Linked DNA regions of Mus musculus: region 2 is linked to region 1. Evidence: chromatin contacts called from public HiChIP or PLAC-seq data. All regions are on one chromosome and are shown on one strand. Each heading gives the region's core, a stretch centred on a gene start, on an enhancer-like site or on the middle of the called end of the contact. The rest is flanking DNA. Distances are from core to core; before and after follow the strand shown.

Evidence for each region. HiChIP or PLAC-seq counts read pairs in DNA pulled down with a chosen protein or histone mark.
Region 2: a contact with region 1 is called in an H3K27ac HiChIP or PLAC-seq map of acute myeloid leukemia, with 3 times the contacts expected there. The contact joins the promoter of Cdh15 here to the enhancer-like site in region 1. A contact is called at or near these places in 14 of 39 promoter capture datasets (the C10 cell line, the HPC-7 cell line, cranial neural crest and 9 more), 6 of 115 datasets of contacts at active chromatin or transcription factors (acute myeloid leukemia, craniofacial prominence, embryonic basal ganglia and 3 more) and 5 of 9 other capture datasets (adipose tissue, embryonic stem cells, liver and 2 more).

Annotation. Positions count from the first base shown.
Region 1 is chr8:122,593,672-122,598,532 of GRCm38.p6, reverse strand. It overlaps Galns (galactosamine (N-acetyl)-6-sulfate sulfatase), which reads left to right. Exons shown (of 14, transcript NM_016722.4): 8 at 1-13; 9 at 2,664-2,767. It also overlaps the pseudogene Gm45857. Among named protein-coding and RNA genes, the nearest start is that of Galns, 15 kb to the left of the region's middle. Within about 2 kb of position 2,307, at least 33 of the 459 cell types and tissues checked have an H3K27ac peak or open chromatin away from gene starts, as enhancers often do. A contact at or near this core is called in acute myeloid leukemia and hematopoietic stem and progenitor cells, where this site is marked.
Region 2 is chr8:122,845,754-122,850,614 of GRCm38.p6, reverse strand. It overlaps Cdh15 (cadherin 15), which reads right to left and starts at 2,241. Exons shown (of 14, transcript NM_007662.2): 1 at 2,086-2,241. The coding sequence starts at 2,127.

The sequences.
Region 1 (4,861 bases), core at 1,058-3,557:
GCTCCCAACGAAGGCAAGTTCTGTTTCCTATCCTCCGGTCCCAGGTCACTGGCTAGAAAGTGACTCCCAGAAAGAGTGCCCAGCAGAAAGGTCTTGACCCTGGTGACTCAGGCCTGGCCTGCATTCACATGATTTTGAGTCCTCTGAGAAAGAACAGGCAAGTGTCAGGGGGAGGAAACGTCTCAGGAAGATCCTTACCTGAAAGAAGCCAGTTTTCCACAGCCTCAGGCTACAGGAGATGTTGGCTGCCAGGGCTTTGGCAGAATACCTAGTGTGCTGGGGTAGAGCAGTTTGACCGCTACAGAAGTGGCTGCAATAACACCTTCAGCCTCGGGAGCCATCCAATGCATGAATCTGAGACAGTCACCCATGATGCGCAGCTGTCAATACAAGGCTACCTACCTGTCAAGGCTGAGGGCCCGGTAATCTCCGCTGCCTGTGCTGCCCTTAGGCAGCTTAGGCTCTGATACCTCTGGTGGCTCAGTCAGTCCTACAGCCCAGTGCCCTGGGGCTTCCTGGTTTCAGGTGAACTAACCCAGTACAGCCTTCATAAACCAAAGAACAGCTGTTCGGTAATAGAAAAGACCAGCAAGACTAGCCAGGATGACCCGGGATCTCTCAAGGCCCAGCTCTACAGACAAGCTTAGTTCTTTTTTTTTTTTTAATATTTTTTTTATTACGTATTTTCCTCAATTACATTTCCAATGCTATCCCAAAAGTCCCCCAACCCCCCCCACACTTCCCTACCCACCCATCCCCATTTTTTGGCCCTGGCCCCTGTACTGGAGCATATACAGTTTGTGTGTCCAATGGGCCTCTCTTTCCAGTGATGGCCGACTAGGCCATCTTTTGATACATATGCAGCTAGAGTCAAGAGCTCCGGGGTACTGGTTAGTTCATAATGTTGTTGCACCTACAGGGTTGCAGATCTCTTTAGCTCCTTGGATACTTTCTCTAGCTCCTCCATTGGGGGCCCTGTGATCCATCTAATAGCTGACTGTGAGCATCCACTTATGTGTTTGCTAGGCCCCGGCGACAAGCTTAGTTCTTAGGCAAGCTTTCCACATACATCTCAGAGAAAAGGGCAGGACCCCATCACCTCCCAGAAGATACCCAGAACTCAACTGCTACCTAACGGCCAACTCTCAGGGCAAGAAGGTGCCTGGCAGAGGGAAATGGTATCATTTCTAACAGTTACCTCAAGATCTCGGTGCCTGCTCTCCTGTGTGGTAGTTTGGAGGCCATCCTGCATCTAAGTTACCCACAAAAATGATGGAAAAAAAGTCTCTGGAGTCTGTCAGCTCTAGCCTCCAAGTTGTTATACAACGTGAAAAGTACCGGCTAGGATACAAGCGGACTCTGAAGATGACCAGGCAGGGCAAAGCGAAACTGGTTCTCCTCACCAACCACTGCCCAAGCCTGGAGGAAATCGGAAATACAGTACTGTACCACACTGGCCAAAACTGGTGTCCGTCACCACAGTGGCAGTAATAGTGATCTGGGCACCAGCTCAAACTTCAGATATTCAGTTCAATTATTTTAAAGTGGAAAATACTATGGAGTATGCACACTGGCCGTCATTAACACAGGTGATTCTAATGTTACTAGAATCATGCCTGAACAGATTAATGCAAAGTGAACCAGGAAAGGTTTTCTTGAACAAAACTTGTCAGAGTTTGATTTTAAAACACTTAAAAAATTAAATCCCCATATGCCCATACCTATCTTAAAAAGTAGAAATGGAACACGGTCGCCTTCAGCCCAGGTGTCCTCCCCCGACACAGATCTCCTGCTATCTGGTACCCATGGCCATCGGTGCAGTTAGCCCTGCTCAGGGTGGGGGTGAACAGAGCTGCTGGGCTTCTGATCTGCCATCTTTTCATGCTGCTATGTCTGCTGCCTACAGAGAAGAAGCGGGGTACCTCGGAAGCCACAGGGCACAGTGACTGTCATTTCCATGAGATGAGAGTCCTGTTGAGTTTTCACTAGGAAATGCTTTGTTTCCCCTGCCCCTGTGCTTTGGGGGCCTGAGATGGCTCCTCGGCAGCTCATGCTGTGACATCTTTCCCTGTGGAACAGGCCCACCCGGCTCCAAGACCCCGGGGGATCTTCCTTGAGTCTAGGATAGAGATAAAAAGGAGATAGCTTCCCACAAGCTTGTTTAGGGCCTCGTGGCTCCAAACTCCAGCTGTGTGCCCTGCCCCATAGGCTGAGTAAAAGACCAGAGGGCACCTGGGGTAGGACCCTCCCCAGTACGTGATGCCAGTGAAAATTAGCATCTAAGAACACTAACTGAAGCATCAGGAAGTGTCTGCGGCTTGTGACAGGAAGGGGCTTCTGTGCCTCTTTCTTGTAGCAATGGCTCCTAGTGGGCTGGTGGCTTTAGTGAGGCAAGAATTTTCTGTTCTCTTTGGAGAGCTGTGGCCAGAGCATCTTAGCTGCCTGGCTCGGAGCCACCCAGGTTTCCTGACCTGTGTCTGCAACCTGACCTCATCCTCCTGGTCCTTTGTCTCTGCCGTGACCTCAGGACTCAAATGTGCCTCAGAAAGAGTTCAGAAGTCAGGATAGGCCACTTGCCAGCTAGGGGTGCTGTGTGTCCCTGATCTCTCAGAGGACCTGGGCCCTGATATCTTAAGCTGATGGGTGGTGACTCTTGTCCTCAGGTGGCAGCAACGGTCCCTTCCTGTGTGGGAAGCAGACGACATTTGAAGGCGGGATGAGGGAGCCTGCGATCGCATGGTGGCCAGGACACATTGCTGCAGGCCAGGTGAGTCCCCATGCCACACTGAAGCTCTATGTGCTACAAGGTCTCAGGGGCTTTGGTGTCTGGGTGATAAGGAGGCTTGGTAGTCGATTGACTGCCCATGTTCTGTGGACTTACTACGAGGGACAGCTGCGGCCCTGGATGGACCCCTGATGCCTTTGTGGCAAAGACCAGATAGGGGGCCTCAGGTGGGTGCAGTGTGTATCCTTCTGAGGCCTCAGTCTGATCACCTTCATGCCAGACAACACCCTCAACCCCAAGCACACCCCTTGTTGAAGAGTCCACTGTGAAACTTGTTGTCAGCACACTAAGTGCTCGCTGCTGAGAGCATTTATGTCACTGCTCCTCAGCTGGCCTCTCTCCCCAGTGACCTTGGAGACAGTGACTCCGTCTGGGTTCCTCAGCTTACCCTGCAATGGTGAACCTTCCCTCCATAGACTAGGGGCTAGACAGATGGCTGACTCTAACAGTCAGGAGCAGGGATCTGCTGGCCTCTGTGACAAGTCATGGGGCTGGCTCCTCAGAGAGTCTGGGATAGATCTGTCCCTTAGCTCTCGGCCTCTGGAGCTAAGTGCTGGGCTAGCCTTCCTCCATCTCCTTACCTCCACCCTCTGATCCTCCATTAGTCTGCTGTGAATACTGGCTCGCATGAGCAGTACAGGCCAGTCTCCTAGAGGCCAGATGATATGCATTCTTAGTCCCTCCCACTCTCTTACATCCCCATTGCTGAGTGGGAACCTATAGCCACAGAGTCCAGAGGTAGTAATGCAGTCCCTAGCAGCTGTCATTCTGCCAGCCACAGTCCTTATCCTTCCCTCTAAATGCATGTATGTGGGAAGGGAATCCCAAAGAGCTCTCCTGTCCATCCTGCCAGCCACTAGGGCAGAGCTGGCAACAACCATCCAGCCATGTGTCCCCAGCAACGACTGGGCCCTGCCCTCAGTCCCTAGCTTCTAAACTAAACCTGACTGAGCCTCTGCTTCTCATTACCCTCTGCTGAGGACCTCTTGACACGGAAGTCCCAGGTCACACTAATCGCCAGAGCCTTGCAGGTTGGTGGCTCTCCCAGTTGGTTGAACAGGCCTGCCTGCCATCTGGCCAGCTCCCTCTATAGAACAGGGTGCCCGTGGCAGTCAGCACATTACATGTGGAAGAAGCATGGTTAGTGGGATACTAGTGGACACTCAGACTGGCCACGACCACCTGACCCTTAGGAGAGGGGCCTGGTCCACACCTGCACCTGCTCTTCCCGGTACCACCTCTGCCAGCCCTCATGTAGCTGTGGAAGCCACTGGATCAGTTGTCACTGGGTGAGAAATGGGACACACATGAGGTGTTCCTGGGAAGGGATGCTCGGCATGGCCGATAAGGAGCCGTATCCAATCCCGGACTACGCCCCTGACCTGGCATTGGCAAAGCTCCCTCAGGCCCAGGAGGCCTAACCTACTCTGCTGTGTCAGTGGGTTCAGAGCATCTGCTTCCACCACTATTCCTGCCAGATACCCTCAGGCGGCACCAGCTGGGAAGAGAGGTCAGCCTTGCCTTCTGAGGAAAGCGTAGCGTGCTCCAGAGCTACGGCTTCCTTTCCACTACGCTCCCCACACACTGTGCTCTGTGATAACCGAGATCTTTACTTAAACACCCTGACGTTCATCAGCCTCGAAGCAGACGCTGATGCTGCACCTGGCTGCAGTGGTATAATTGGGGCCTTTGCTCCAGCTTCATCTCAGAGGAGCTGACAGCACCCTGCTGCTGTCAGACACACAACAGCTCGTGCGCACTCGGATGCATGCACTGGCAGTCAGACCCCTCCTTCCAATCACCTCAGGCATGCATCATGCTCCCATCTTCCCCCTTTCCTGTTTTCTGGAAGGAAATACCCGGAAGGGGCTGTGAGCCACTCAGAGGCTTCAGAAGGCCTCTGTCGTTCCCCTGATATCATAGATAGGGAGACCCTGGTCAGAGCACATACATGCAAGAATGCCCTATTCCCATGCAGGCTCTGTAGACGAATGTCCATGCCTGCCAGGGACCTCATGGCACAGTCAGAGTCATATCTGCCAGATTTCAGGGCACAGAGTAAGGAGAGGAGAGTCT
Region 2 (4,861 bases), core at 992-3,491, 250 kb before region 1:
GGCTTCATTGGTTCCTAGACAGAGGTGAGGTGGGCAGGCATCTCTCTGGACTATCCGTGATGCACCGCAACCCAGCTCAGGAGTAGCAATTAGAGAGACTGAACCCCAAGTGCAGGGGCTGAGGGGGTCATCTTTATGAGTGCTAGTACTAATGTGTGGATGATACTGGGATTAGAACCCCAGATCTCAAGCGTGCTTAGCAAGTGTTCTACTGGCTACAGCCTTGGCAGCTTTTAGTTTTCTTTTGAGGTGAGGTATCAGTAAATTGCCCAGGCTGGCCGTGAACTTGTGATCTTCCTGCTTCAGCTTCCTGAGCAGCTAAAATTTGAGGCCTGGCGGGGACCAGTTTTGAACGCAATACACCCCCTGGTGCTGCCATGGAGTTCTGGAAGCTCAGATTCCAGAGGGAGCCAGGATAGGGAGGCCATGGAGTGAGCTGCGAATCTGAATCCGTGCACAGCCCACTTCCAACCCCAAACAGAGGAGCCCAAGACAGAGCAGCTGGGCCAGGGTAGCCAGGGAAAAGCCCAGTAAGGAAGCAAGAATGACCAGACGGCAGCAGCCCCAGGACCTGGTGTGTGGACAAAAGCCTACAGAAGCACTAAAGCTGGGGGGGGGGCACATTTGGGGGAGGTAGGAAAAGTTCCCCAGGCACTGGAGCTAATTTGAGTGCTGCTGTGAAGTAAGTGCAGGAGGCCAGGCCTCGGGGCGGGGCGGGTCCTTGCCCCCACCTGACTGCCGGGGCCTCCAGATGCCTGGGGGGGGGGCAGTTGCCCTAGTGCAACAGAGAGGGGGGGCTTGGTGATGGAGGGGGAGAAGAATGCTACCCAACACTACCCACCCTCCAGCCTTGGGGGTGCTGTTACTGTAGCCAGTGGGGAGCAAATCCCAGCCCAGGGTATGGAGGGGGCTCTGATGGGTCAGGGCGTTATGCACAAGACTGGGGTTCTGTGTTGGGTCTTAACTAGCCTAGCAGATGTGCCCAGGTAAGGGAATGTGGGCCCCCAAAGCTGGGGTGTTGCTGGTTGGAAGTGTAGGGCTGATGACCCAGGGCCAGCTGCAAGGGGGGCTCTCTGGCCAGGCTCCTGTCAGCTGCCGAGAACTGAAACTTGAGTAGAGTTGCAAGGCTTTGTGGGAATTTGAGGGAACCAAGGAAGTCCTGAAGTGTGTTCCCGGAAGGGACGGACCCCCCACCACACACCCATGCAATGCTGGTTGACCTCTCTCCACACACAGCAATTCTTTGTGCTCGCCACCTGTTGCCTCTGGGCGCAGAGGCTGGCCACAGCCTCAGTGCACATCTCTGTGGAAAGGGACCCTGGCAGGGACCACAGAATCCACATTCCCGTTCTGGCCAGTCCAGGACCATTCAGCAGCCAGTCTGAGGACTGCCAACAGCAGGAAAAACTGGGGACCTGGGCTTTACCCATCCTTCTTTGTGCCATGTTAAGAAGACAGGGTACCAGAGACTGACTGATCTGGGGACCACAGATCACTCCATCTCCAGGCGGATCCAGGCACAGCCGCTGGCCCGGTCAGGTCAAAGGCAGTGTGAACTGAGAGTGTGTTGGGCTACTCTGGCCTGGAGTTATTTTCTCTGGATTCTTAGGTCCTGTAGGGAAGCGTTGCAGCTCCTCTAGGACCACTGGGTAGAGACTCAGGCACCACCAAGACCAACCAGGGGCATAAGTGTTACAGACACTGTGGCTTTCTGCCCCTTCTCTCTGCCTCGTGCTCTGGAATAGAAAGACCTCTCAAGACTGGCCACCCTTAGGCTCTGGGAGGCTCCAGGGAGCACCTGTGATATGCTTCCAGACTGAAGGGACAGCCCAATGGCTGTTCCCGTGCCTCAGAGATGCTTCCAGTCCTGAACCATTTTGCTCACTGATGTGCAGGTCAGTCGCCCTCCCTCTGGAAGCCCCTAAACACAGGACACCCCTTCCTACAATGCTTCAGAGAGTGCGGCCCACCCTGGACACTGCAGGCCGCAGCTCTCAGGTTCCCCCAAAGACACTCCAGGCCAGTGGTCCCAGGAAAGCTATCCCAAAGCTAGAGGAAGGGATGCCACAGGGCTTACAAGCTTACCTGGGCAAGCAGCCCGAGGGCGAGGAGCAGAGCAGAACCCATTGAGGCAGTGGCGGAAGAGCCGAGGACAAGTGGCCGACTGGGCGGCCGGTGGAACGGGCGGTGGTGCTTCTTCTACCCCCACGCTGAGAGCATTGGGCTGAGTGACAGCGCAAGTGCTTGGGGAGCAGGCCAAGGGACTGCACGTGTGTGGTGGGGCGGGGCCAGGGCGGGGTCTGGGCAGGGCTAGGGCTGAGTGACTGCATGGGGGGCAGAGTCATGGGCGGGATCAGAGATGAGTGACAGCACATGTAGGTGGGCCTGGACAGCCACAAGAGTGTAGTGTGAAAGATGCAAGGCAGAGCCAGAGCAAAGTGATGGGGGGGGGGGGGCGATCTGAGTGACAGCATATGTGATCAGTGCCTGAGGGAGGCTCTGTAAAGTTTTGAGGTCAGCACATGTGTTGTAGGGGGCTCCTGGACTGAGTGACAGCATGTAGGGGGGCGGGGAGTGGACATTGGGGAAGAACTCAGCATGCCGTAGGCTGGGACTGAGGCCTGTGGCAGCTGTCCAGAGAGACCCAAGCTTGTAGAAGAATGGAGGGAGCCAAGCACAGTAGCCCATACCTTTAATATTAATCCAGAGGCAGGCAGATCCCTATGAGTTAGAGGCCAGATTGCTCTACATAGTGAGTTCTAGGCCAGCCCAGACAATGTAGAAAAACTGTCTCAAAAAACAAAAAGCAAAACCAAAAAACCCCAAAGTGGCCCCTAACCCAGAGGAAGGAGCAGGAGGATTGGGGGTCACGTTTGGATTGCCTGTTCAGGTTTGCTCTTCCAGAACACATCAGAGGCTCCTGAAGGCTGAGTGAAGGGCAAGAAAGACTGGCATGTGGCTTATTCTTAAGGGGTTCAGGCCCAGGTCTCACCCCACGGGCCACTCTGCCTTTGGCCAGAGCTCCTTTGCCTACCCCCTGCATCTCCCGCCACACCACATGTATGCAGCAGTCACCATGATTTTGTGGGATATCTTCTTTGCTGATAGCTTCTGGATGGCCCTCGCTGACATCAGCCGGCCATGGGCGTGATCCTTCTGGCTTGCACTGAAGAAGGCAGGAGACGTTACTGGATCCAAGGCCCAAGACAGGCACGAAGGGAGGGTGCCTGGTCCCTGCTGGTCCACTCCACTGTCCTGGACAGATCCCGCGGGCATTGGTAGAGACTTGGTTGATTTACATACATGACTGAGGTCCCAGTCCCTGACTAGAAAGGCTGCACCAGGCTTGTGCCCATGTTTCCTGAACCCCGTCAGCTTAGCCAGAGTTCCCAGCCCCTTCCCCAGGCAGTGTGTGGCCCAGTGGCCAGGGACTCCAGGCTGGTTGGGCTTTCCCTCCTCACTCTCTCCCTCAGGCCTCCATTGGTCCAGTGGCTTTAAACTACCCACAAGCTAGAGGCTTTCCAACTTGCCTGCGCTCACACCCATCTGACCCTATGCTGATCCGACCCCAATAGATCTGTATCAGCCTGGATGAAGACGTCCAGGTGGCTCTTGGTCCACCACAACACCTTTCCCCCCATTCTGCCCCAACAGCCGTTCTGACGCACAGCTGTTAGTTCACCTCCAAGTGCTCTTTGTCCACCCCTTTCCTCCACGGTCACCATGCTCTTTGAGGTGCCCTGCCTGGAGCATGCTTTCCTTCCGCTGTTACTTAGAGAACTCCTACGCATCCCTCAATGCCCAGCTCCACGGCTTCGGTCAAGGGAACACCCTCCCATCTCAACCAAGGTTGTTCCTTCCTCCTCTGGCCTCCTGCTGGGTGCAGCCCCTATATGGCTGGCCCTATATGCTGTCCTCTGGACTTGGGAGAAGGACAGGAAGAGGGGGGAGAGAGGAAGGATGTGGGGGAGATGGGGAAAGAGGGAGAGAGAATGAGAATTCCCACACGAGATCCTGCAGAGCAGATGAAACAGTCTGTAAACCCAGCACTGAGGGAAATAGGGAAGGAACTCATACAGGGCAGGAACCTGTAGGCAGGAGCCGATTCTGAGTTCATGAAAGAGTACAGCTTACTGGCTTGCTCTTTCTCACAGAACCTAGGACCACCAGCCCAGGAGTGACCCCACCCATCTGGATCCTCCCCCATCCATCACTACAGCCCTGGCTGCAGCCCAGTCTTCTAGAGGCATTCTCTCAGTTGAGGCTCCCTCCTCTCTGAGGACTCTAGCTTAAGTCCAACTGACACAGAAAGACCCAGCACAGTAGCCGGAGTCACATGTGGGTCCCTGGACTAGCCTGTCACCAGCACCTACCACTCTGCTGTTTGATGGGATGGTCGACTCTTCCTTCCTTTACATTGTCAGGTGTTTTACCACAGTGACAGAACAGAGCAGGGTTGACACCATCTATGCCTGGGGGGGGGGGTGGCCAGACTGTGTGTGTGGGAGCAGCCCTAATATTGATCTCCCCCACACATGAGAGGGTGGGGGAAGAGACCCCTTCAGGAGGACAGCCCCTTGGGGGCTCTGATGGCAAAGTTCTCTGGATGCCTGTGGGCCTCTGCCTCATGTTTCAGGTCCAGGAGTAAAACATACCCCATCCCTCCACATGGGAAGACACTCAGGGAGACTCGCCCCTGCTTCCCAGCCTTGCTTTAACTTGTTGCCTCAGACTGGGACTCAGGCCAAGCCCTTCTTTGGAGGAGTCTCTATGGCCCGGGGCCAGGGACCAGTCTCTGGGGAGCATATCTTCCCCAGGCCAGGTTCTTCTACACAGGAGTAGAGAGAGTGTGCTGGGTTCC